3 separate regions of the Sus scrofa genome follow, and regions 1 and 3 are each linked to region 2. The links are chromatin contacts, called in public targeted proximity ligation maps. All regions are on one chromosome and are shown on one strand. The core of a region is the stretch at or near the end of the contact, and the rest is flanking DNA. Distances in the headings are between cores, read along the strand shown. Region 1 has its middle 53 kb from the start of ARHGAP29. Region 2 overlaps ABCA4 (retinal-specific ATP-binding cassette transporter). Region 3 overlaps LOC102161380 (a long non-coding RNA gene).

Region 1 (3,479 bases), core at 402-2,901, 250 kb after region 2:
AAGACATAGAAGAGTAAAGAAGGCTGGAATGAGTTCCTTGCTGTGATTTCACCTGCTTACTCTTGCAAATCCAACTCATGACAATCAATTTATGAAAATGAAGTATTAAAAAACTTATCAAGTAATAATAAACCATAAACAAAATGCTGCTGAAGCTCCGCTCCCCCACATCCTCAGCTCCAGTTTGGACATAACAGGAGTGTTTTAAATGGTACTAGGCGGAGGCCCTGGCAGGAAGGAAGCATCGGATATTGCTGGAACATATCTTTGTTTGAGCAACAGCTCATGAGAAAGGTCACCGTTATGCTCTGCTTTCAAACGCTCTGTTTGTTTTGAATTTAGTACTGAAGGTTTCATCACAAATGCTGGTTTATAATCATTGAGGCACAAAATCCTGCAGTACTAACCTTTTCACTCCTAAGTAGAGAATAAAATCCAAACCTTGTATGTTCACTACTGTTTTGATCAGAATATGATCTTTTACTAAAGATCAAAAGACTTCCTATTTATGGGCTCGGGGGTCCTACTTATTTACAACATCCCAATAGTGGGTTTAAAGGAAATTTACCCTTATAAAATTTCCCCTTCAGTTTTAGTGTTATTTGTGCCCTAGTCAAACTCATGGTCAGGGTTTGAGATGCAAGGCTTTCTGGACTTTGCTTCCTAACATTGTATCGCATTTGTTTATTGGACCAAGTCAGTGGCTCTGAGATCCTAAGAAATACCTGAACTTTTTCTGTGCAAAATGTTTGCTGACAAATGCAATAAACATCAGATGGCCTCCTTCCTGGAAGGGCTGACATATCAAGAATGGTAAAAGCAGTAGTAGGAGAAATGTCTGCTAAAACTTTGAGGGGGAGAGAGAAAGGAATCTATTAAACCTCTCCGTTTATAGTTTTGTTTTCCCTGTTGGCTGGGCCGCTGTATTCCCATGTCCGCTGCACGTTCCACTGCGGGAGCCTGGAGCTCTCAGAATAAACTTTGGGAAAGGCTGGGCCCACCCTCTGGGGATAAGGGAGCCAGAGGGAGGAAGGGGAGGGGTAAAGGACAAGGGAAGGGGACGTGGCCTTCCTGTGTTTGGATGACCTTCTTATGTTTATCTGGAGGGCCCGGCAGCCCCGCTGCGGGGTGTCATTCTGCCCTGTTTCCCCACGTGATCTCCTTCTCAGTGCTCTGCGGATAAAGGAGCTTCACTCCTGCTCCAAGGAGGAGATTCACGTCTCTGTGGAGAAATGAAAGTGTACATGTCTGCTGGGGGTGAGTGCCGCGAGAAGGAAGGCTTAGCACCACGCCCAGAAGCCTGGGTCCAACGGCTCCCTGGAGGAAAGAACTGGGTGTCTCTGGGAGACGTTTGAGGAAGAGCCCCCCCCCCCCCAGGCTTCTGCCTTCCTGCTGAGAACCAGACCAGAGCAGAGCGTGTCTTCCTTCTCATGAACCCGCATCATTTAGAATAATGCCCCCCACCAGAGGGCATCCCATAAATATTTCCTGAAAGAGTGAAGCACTGAATGAATGAATGAGCAGAGTCGCTGAAAGGGAACTGGACAGCAGGCAACGGGGAGGGAGGGGGAGCCCTGCAATGGCTAATGTACGTTCCAGGGCCTCTCTATGGCCTGGGTAGCTCCACTTCAAAGACCGTTTCAAGCCTTCCTGCCACACATTCCTGGTGGGTGAATCACTTGTTTCCTCTGGTAGGTGAGACTAACTGCTCCAGGCCCCACCTCTCCTTTTCATTTCAGGGTTGACCTCTCTCCCCCAGCCAGGCCTTAGCCTAAACGTTATTTCCCGAGAGAAGCTGTTCCCTGCTGTCCTCGCTCTGCTCCATCGAAATTGATGCTCCCAACATACCTCTTAGGAAATTCCATTTTCTTTGTAACACAATTTCTAATTATACTCATCTGTGTGGGAATCCACTCGATGCCTCTTTTCTTCACTCGATTATAAAGAGAGGGGACCATGTTTTATCTTTAGCACCTAGCGCAGTACCTGACATATGGTAAGCGCTCAGCAAGTTTGAGTTACATAAATGAATGAGCAGATTAATGAGTGGATTCCTAAGTAGGAATGGAGGATAAAGGTCAGTGTCCAGAAGTCCTATCCCAATCAGACCCTGAGCGCTTCATGAGTTTAAGGTTCTGGAAGGGGATGAAGTATTCAGTAATCATAAATAATGTGCATTTTACCTTTGGAAGCTAACTAGCAATCAAGACTCCTGGGAGTTCTGTAATTTCCTCTTCCATACCCAAAATAGCAACTTCTTTAGTATCCAAACTTCAGAAGGACCCTTTTCCTCGCACCACACACCTTGGCAATGTTCTTGTTAGTTTCTTCCTTCCCATTCCCATGGGGACCATTGGATCCAGCGAATTAGGTTTCTTCCCCTTACAAGTTAGAGAAATTCAATTCTGCTTAGCTAAAAGCAAAACTAGGAATAAATTGGATCATGTGTCTGGGAAGTTGATGGGGCTGGTTGGCTTTGCACATGCTTAAATCCAGGGGTCACATGAATGCTCAGGATGCCACCTCTCTCACCACCTTCTTGCTTAAGCTTAAGATGGACAGGCAGGACCCCTGCCTCACCACCAGGGTGGACTCTGATGGCACCCATCTAACCATCCCTGGATAATCCTTGTTGGGGGAAGAGGGAAGACTCTGATTGGCCCGGCCTGAGTAACATGCTCAACCTGTAGCCCTTGTATGCAGGAGAGTGGGTGCAATCACAGAGAGAGTTCCCCAAGGAAAAGAGGGACTGCATTACCGAGATGAGCCGAAGTGGTGCTAGATCATCAAGAACAATCGGCTCTCTTCCTGGCAGCCACCCTGGGCCAGGCGGAGTGGCAGGGCCTTTCCCTACATGAGGCAGGATGTCAGGGGAAAGGAGGATGAACTATGGAATCAGATCGCTTTTGTCCAAACCCCACCTCTCTCTTTGACCAGCTACGTTATTTTGGACAAGTTAACCTCTTTAGGTCCAAATTTCTTTCTATGAAACAGTGATGTAAGACACTCAGTGGGGGCGTTCCCATGGTGACTCAGCTGGTTAAGAACCCTGCTAGTATCCACGAGGATGTGGGTTTGATCCCTGGCCTAGGTCAGTGGGTTAAGGATCCGGGGTTGCCATGAGCTCAGATCCTACGTTGCTCTGGCTGTGGTGTAGGCCGGCAGCTGTAGCTACGATTAGACTCCTAACTTGGGAACTTCCGTATGCAGCAGGTGCAGCCCTCCCCCCAAAAAATGAAAACAAAACAAAACAAACAAACAAAAAAAACACTCAGTGCAATAGTGTTCATCCTTAAAAGGGAAGAAAATTCTGGCAAATGCTAAAACATGGGTGAGCCTTGAAGATGCTGTGCCAAGTAAAATAAACCAGACACACTTATATGAAACATCTAGAAGAGTCAAATTCACAGAGACAAAAAGTAGAAGGGCCTGGAACCTGGGAATGGGAGTTATTTTTTAATGTATGTGGAGTTTTGCTT
Region 2 (3,760 bases), core at 1,095-3,594:
CTTAACCCACTGAACCACAATGGTGGAACTCCCTATCAACTTCTACTTCAAAGACATAAACATCAGAGCAAATACAAGCCCAGGCTGCTGTTAAGACAGCGGGAAATAATCCAGAGGTGGGCTGCTCCTTGATGCCCAGAATAACTTTATAGAATGTTCCCACCCGCAGGAGCGCTCCCGTGGCAGCCTCAGAACACACACACACACACACACACACACACACACACACACACACAAACACGCCCACGGCCCTGAGCGTGGGAAACACCGGGTTTGCCAGCTACAGCCCTGACTTTCTTCAGCCCAAGCACCTGACAGATGCTGCGCTTCTTCGTTCCTCTTGTGGTGGAGGCCTGTGTCCTCCAGCATGGCTTCCGTCTCCAGCTGGGCCTCCTCCCAGGGCTTCCCTTTCAGCTGCGCGTAGAACAGGATGTGCTCGGCCACGGTGAGGCTACAGGGACGGGCGGCGAGAAAGGCAGGCTGCTCAGCACGCCCACTTCTAGCAATTTACCTTAGAGACGTGATCGAGGGCCAGCACAAAGCTTTAGCGATCACGATGTCGTAACAGAAAAAAACAAGACCGAAAAACCTGACCTTGCGAAAATATCTACGAGGGGACGGCTTAAATAGCGCATCATACAACGGACTGGTCTGTATACATCAACACGTACTTTGTAGAAGAAAATGTAATAGCATGAAAAGGTGTTCATGATATCGTAGGTTAAAAAAAGCCATCACGCTTAAAAAAATAGCAGGGTACATACAGCATATACACAGAGTTTACATTTTAAAGATGTATGTACATCTACACATGCGTAACAGAAAGGTCTGAAAAATTACACATAACAGTGGTTCTCTCTGGGGGGTGAAATTAGAGGCGACTCTGTTGTTGCTGTAATCTATATTTCCTTCCTTTCTTCCCTCCTTCCTTTTAGATAAGAAACGCATTTTGGAAAAGAGCCACTGAAAAGCTTCCTAAAAGTCAGTGCGTGATGTCTCCTCTCTGATCCTGAGAGGGACCAGACTTCTGGGCAAGACGGAGCAAGGGACCCGGGACCCGCCTCCCCGACGCAGAGATGGCAGCATCGCTCTTGTGAGCAGGAAGAGCCCCGGAGGCACAGTCCCGTGTTCTAAGGGACATTTTCACCACAAGCAGGATAGGGGACCTTGAATGTGGGGGACAACAAAGAAGAGTGTCGCCTCCTGCCCCCAGAGCGGGCGTCCCTAAGCTGGGCCCTGGAGCACCTGCTGCTGGGGGCAGGGTGAGGGCAGGGCATAGGGCGGGTCTCACTCCCACCCCACTTACTGGTGGAACAGGATGTTGTGCTGTGGACACAAGCCCAGGCTCTGCCGGATGGCATCCAGGCTGGTTTCGATGTCCTTTCCCCCAACGAGCACGGTCCCGGATGTCGGTGGCAACAGACCTGTCATGATGGACCTGCCACATGCAGGAGTCAGTGACGGAAAGGATGGCCTTGGGATAGCAGCCTCCACCCCAGGGTGGGTGAGGGCCCTCAGTGATGCCCGCCCATGCCCCTCAGTGAGCCAGACCATCCCGAGCTTCAGGAACCGACCGGCCCGCGTGGGACTTGGCACCCGTGGGACTCAGCCCCTGTGTGCGCATCCAGGCCCTTAGGCCGTGACCACATCCACCCTTCTTCTCTGCCTCACTTATTCCTAGTGCTCGCAGGCAGGATTCCCGGCTGCCCAAGGCTCGCTTGCTCCGGAGATCCCTCCCCCGCTCAGCCGTCACTGCTCCCAGGGCTGCAGGGGCTCCGGCAAAGGCAGTCAGACACGGGTTTTGTCTGGTGTCACCACGTCAGAGGGCAAGGCCTTGGTGAGAAGCCCAGGCGTCCAGGGTGTATTTGTAGATTAACAGATTGAGGCTAGACCTGGGGGTTCCCACCACGTTTTTCTGGTAAAATGAGAATGTGACTCTCACCTCATGGGGTGGTTGTGAGGGTTAAACAGGGCTAATACGTACAAGGCACAGAGAACTGTGCCCGCAGGAAGAACAACTCAACACCATCATGCTACGTTTATGAAACATTGTGTTTCAGCCCCAGCAACACTGCATTTCACGGTCATGAAGCAATGTGTCTGCCTCGGGGTCCTGAATGGGGCGTCGGGCTCTCTGACCGTGTTAGGTGACAAGGAGAGAAATTAGCTGGGTGGCGGCTGCCCCTCCCAGTCTGGCCCGAGGTCAGACACCCTCGCAGGCCCTCTGAACTTGTCTGCTGATCAACCACTAGAGGGAAACAGAAGCAAGTGTAATGGCCCAGCCCCACATTCCACTCAGAGAACATTCCAGTGCAGGGTGGACACCGCTGTTCCTTCCTGGGGCTCTGTAAGAGGCGTTCACGTGGGTTCCCTGACCCTCGAGGGGGCCCCCCAGCTGCGGCTTGGGAAACCTTGGCTGTCACGTTTCCTTCCAGCAGATGGCGCTCGGCCCCTTCTAAAAGCAGAGGGGCTTCTGGGGCTGAGGTCTCCCCCACAGCCCCTCTGGAGACTGCATCCCTTAACCTCCTCCAGAACTACTACCGAGCCTTCTGGGTGCGAAAAGCAGCGCTCTTTGAAGGTAAGGAGTGCTCTGTAGCTGGAGGCATGGGATGGTGTGGCCACGGCTTGACCACCACCACGACGGCAGGGCTGAAAAGGCGGGAGTGGGGCTGGCATCAGAGACCAGAGACAATTGCGGGAGGACCTGGCTCTTGTCCCCGCAGAACCATTCCAACTTGGTGACCTTGGGAAAGTCACTTCAGCTCTCTGGATGTCCACTCCCCTGGCACACAAAGGGGGCGATAACCCTGCGACGCCACCTCCCGCTTCAACTTCATGTGACCATCAAAGAAAAGCAAAGGTGCCTGTAAACGCTGAAAACTGCGGTGAGCCTTACACTCTCCTGGCGCCCAGACGTCGAGCGCATTTTCATCACCGAGAGGCAGTGCGACAGAGGAGACGGCGGCGCTCAGAGGAAGGATGGAGCCAGAAAACAAGAGACTCACTCACAAGGTGGTAGTTTTCCCCGCTCCGTTGTGGCCGAGGAAGGCGGTGATCTGGTTTTCGTAGAAGGTGATGTTCAGGCGGTCCACGGCCGGCCGGCCATAGGGCTCAAAAGTCTTTACCAGATTCTTCACGCACACGCCGGGGACCAAGCCCGGGAGCTCGCGTTCGAAGAAGCACTCTTGTTGGAAAAACGGACATGGTGTAAATACACCGTTTTAATGAACACATCCCCAAGGTTCTTTCTTCAGCCTACTGTCTTGGGCCCCCACGGCCCTAGGTCTTTGTCAGAAAGACTGCAGAATGATGCGGATAATCACGGCTGCCATTTACTGAGCAGTTACTCAGCCAGGCATTGCTTCAAGTGCTTTGTATGGATTTCCTCATTTCACCCTTAAAACAGCCCTAGGGAACTAGACAGCCCTATGCCCAGTTCTACAGATGAGGAAACTGAAGACCGAGGCTTCAAGAGGCCAGTCAAGGTCACGTGGCTTCTGAGTGGCAGCGCTGGGATTCATGCCAACCCAGAGCGCGCCCTGTCTGTGTGGGGTCAGCCCGAAGCTCAGCCTTCAGTCCCAGGCCCTCCTGTCTGAGGCTGCTGGGCCTTTCCTGGTGGATTTCTTGTAACAGCTCAGGTTTCTCATCGTCCTCCCCAAGCAGTAGTTTCCTTCAGACTCTCCCATGCCCACTCTCAGAGCTGCCTTTCTCTGAGCCACCTTGGCCTAAACCTCTTTGACGGTGACGGCTCGCTCCTCGG
Region 3 (3,649 bases), core at 120-2,619, 220 kb after region 2:
CAAAAAGACAAAATAAGCTTACAAGAAAGCAGAATCTAAGGAAATGAATGGACTAGTAGACAAGAAGTCTTGATATAAACCTTGGAGTTCCTTAGGGACTAAAACATTGGAAAAATAGCACATGGGTCAAGGGACAGGGGATTTTAGGAGAACTGGTATTTCCACAGAGACATGTTTCACAGAGGACATCAACAAGTCAGGGTAAGGGAGCTGCCAATGCCAGTGGCGATGTTGTATTTATGAAGCAGTGATTGAAGTGCAAGGAAAATGGAAGGGGCTTTTCGTAGTTCTGCAGGTAAATAGGTGGCTTTGGTGGTGGGGTGGGGCAGGACTGTGGGGAGGAGGAAAAGGTAAAGGAAATAGAGATTACGGGGAAATTTCCTTGAGAACAAAGCAGATCACTGACTTATCAAAGTGTTGGGGGCTGAATTTTGTGCCCTCAAAATTTATATGTTGAAGTCCCAACCTCCAGTACCTCAGAATGTGACTGTATTTGGAGAGAGGGTCTTTCGAGGGGTATTTAAGTCCAAATGAGGCCGTTCGTGTAGGCTCTAATCCAGTATGACCGGAATCCTTATAAGAAGAGAAGATTAGGACATAGACACTCTCAGACCATGTGAAGACAGGGAGACCAGGTCTAGACCATGCAAAGTCACAGAAAAGACAGCCGTCTACATGATGCCTAAGAAGAAACCAACCGGAGTGTCCGTCATGGCGCCGTGGAAACGAATCTGACTTGGAACCATGAGGTTTTGGGTTCGATCGCTGGCCTCGCTCAGTGGGTCCAGAATCCCGCGTTGCCATGAGTTGTGGTGTACGTCGCAGATGTGGCTTGGATCTGGTGTTGCTGTGGCTGTGATGTAGGCCGGCAGCTATAGCTCTGATTAGACCCCTAGCCTAGGAACCTCCGTATGCTACGGGTGCAGCCCTAAAAAGGACAAAAGACAAAAAACCAAAAAAGCAAAACAAAAAAAGAAGAAACCAACCATGATCTCAGACTTTTAGCTTTCAGAATTGTGAGAAAATACATTTCTATTAAGCCCCCCAGTCTGTAGAACTTTGTGATGGCAGCCATAACAACCTAGCCCGTAAGACAATACCATTTAGGTCCTAGGAATCAAATAATAATGGATTCACTATTATTAGAACCATTAATGGGTTCTAGTTGGACCTGAGACCATTGCCTTCCCCTACCCCATAGAAATATTAAGTCCCAGTGTGGCTGAAAGTTGCCATTATCCATTTAAGTGGGCCATTTCTTCTTTATAATACTCACGAGTTACAGTGAGTCAATGCCACTCCTACTCTGGGGTGTAGGCCAGGATGCAGCATCACATCCATTGTAATATTATCATTAAAATCAGAAGGCAGGATGTTTACAAGCCTGGTGTTCTGTGAGTATTTTCAGTGGGAGGAGGCCGACTGGTTTCTGCCCAGAGTGGAAGGATGCCCTGGCGTCTTCATTTGTATCCAGTAGAGAAAGGCTTGAGAGTGGCAATTTTAAGGATACTGCTTCTTAAAATAGTAAGTCAGTCTAGTTGCCAGTAGTATTGGTGGCTAGCTAATAATAGTAATTCCATCACTGTGCGTGGTTATTCATAAGAGCTTGATAAGCATTCATTTACTTTTCTATTATTTTTGGTTCTTTAGCATTTCATAGTATACAAAACAACATTATCTCAATTTATCTTCAAAAATGCCTGTGAAAAATGAATTATTGTCATCATTCTCATTCAGATTTCTGATAAGAAAGCTGTATCTTAATGAGAGTAAGCTATTTACCCAAAATTCAACAGAGATTGAACTCAAGCGAGGTCACCTGTCTCAAGTAGGACTCTTTCCAATACACCCACCAGCTCTAAATAGTCCTATCCCACACTCATTTTCAAATAATCCACTTTGATCAACAAGCAGCATTTTCTGTATTCATCAAGTATTCTAGGTAATAAAAGACTTCAATATTTATTCCAAAAAAATTTTTAATCAAAGTATAGTTGATCTACGATGTTGTGCCAGTTTCTTCTACACAGTAGGATCTCGTTGCTTTTCCATTCTAAATGTAATAGTTTGCATCTACTAACCTCAAACTCCTCATCCATCCCACTCCCTCCCCCTCCCCCTTGGCAACCACAAGTCTCTCCTCTATGTCCATGAGTCTGCTTCTGTAAAACACTTCAATATTTATTATACAGGTTATACCTCTCCCACAAATGCTGTATGAATAAACATTTTGCCAATGCAAATGGGCAGAAGAGGAAACTGGCCTCAAAATCTCAGTAAGTTACTTCTTCCACCACTGGCCTTGCTTCAGAATTCCTAAAGAATGAGTATTTTTTAAAAAAGAATTTTTAGAAGATACTTTTCCTTACATGAATAAAGAGTTCCAACTACGAACACCCAGGATAGTAGATTCGGATCCAGTACTCATCTTTAGTTATTCTATAATATACTTATTTTATAATACATATGTTTTATTGGGGGGTATTTATGTGTGTAGGGTAGGGAGGCAACAACATTATTTCTATGGAATTTGCCTTTGGATTCTTTATGCTAGACTTTCTGGCAAACTTTTAAAATACAGTCTATTCGTGCAATGGGAACTCCTTGAAAATTAAGAATCTTCAGAGAATTTGTTTAATATTCCTCTCAAATCAATCCTTGTATGATTCAGAATGCATTTCAAGAATCTTGTAATGTCTACAGATAATTATTGTGACACATGTGGCATAGCCCAATGATAAATGCTCTACAGATGCAGAGAAGGATGAATTAACAAGACACCGAATGGTGATCAAGTGTTACTGACATTACATAGGTGTCACTATGCTATTGGCAATTCTGTCAGAATCTGTGATAGCACCTGAATGAAGTCCAGTGTATGCACTGATCCATGACTCACTCACCCCACACTCGTTCCCTCTTGGAGAAGGAAGATGATAGAAGCCCAGATCAGAGGTGTACGATGCTGGTGATGGAGGACTAATTTCTAGGTGTAATATACAAAAGTGTTAAAAGAGAAGTTGAAATCTCAAAACCCTAGAGGTAGGGGCAAACTGAGAGAGTCAGACCCTGTGCGGGAGGCATTTATTCTTACTTGGCACAGATCAGTGAGGTCATGGGCAGGTGACCAACTACGTACCCTGATTTGCCTCAGGCAGATTCTGTTAATGCCTGCTGTTCAGGCATAATTATTAATAGAGTCTCTTCTCACTGTCAAAGTGTGCCCATTTGTATGATGCAATATATGGGCACCCTAGCCATTGGAAAATTTAGGTATTATAGTGCTGGTCTTTTGATTTTTCAGGCCAGAAATTTGGGGGTTAAAGGACATCTTTGGATTTTTTTTTTTTTTAATGTAGCCAGCAAATTCCAATTTTTAAAAATTTTGTCCAGGCCAAGAAAAACTCATAGGGAGCAGGATCTGGTCTAGGTGCTGCTGGTTTTCAACCTCTAGGTCAAAACTTCCAGCTGAAATGAGAGTGCTCTTTGATTTGTCTTTTTGGAGAACTTTTCTCTTTTGTAGCTGGTGACAGAGGGTCTGAGGGTGCCTCTCACATGAGAGGGCCTTCTTGCTCTAGGAAGTTCCAGCAGAAATGAGTGTGGGGCAGGAGATATGATATGAGCTTCTTAAACCAGTTCTTCTAGCCCT

What was found.
Region 1: a targeted proximity ligation map of skeletal muscle shows a contact between it and region 2. A contact is called at or near these places in 1 of 47 Hi-C or Micro-C datasets (heart right ventricle) and 1 of 2 datasets of targeted methods (skeletal muscle).
Region 3: a contact with region 2 is called in a targeted proximity ligation map of skeletal muscle. A contact is called at or near these places in 1 of 47 Hi-C or Micro-C datasets (mesenchymal stem cells) and 1 of 2 datasets of targeted methods (skeletal muscle).

Annotation. Positions count from the first base shown.
Region 1 is chr4:123,027,398-123,030,876 of Sscrofa11.1, reverse strand. No RefSeq gene overlaps it. Among named protein-coding and RNA genes, the nearest start is that of ARHGAP29, 53 kb to the left of the region's middle.
Region 2 is chr4:123,281,830-123,285,589 of Sscrofa11.1, reverse strand. It overlaps ABCA4 (retinal-specific ATP-binding cassette transporter), which reads right to left. Exons shown (of 51, transcript XM_021090184.1): 19 at 3,010-3,184; 20 at 1,307-1,438; 21 at 312-451. Among named protein-coding and RNA genes, the nearest start is that of ABCA4, 81 kb to the right of the region's middle.
Region 3 is chr4:123,063,496-123,067,144 of Sscrofa11.1, reverse strand. LOC102161380 (a long non-coding RNA gene) reads left to right here. Exons shown (of 4, transcript XR_303244.3): 3 at 2,193-2,276. Among named protein-coding and RNA genes, the nearest start is that of ARHGAP29, 17 kb to the left of the region's middle.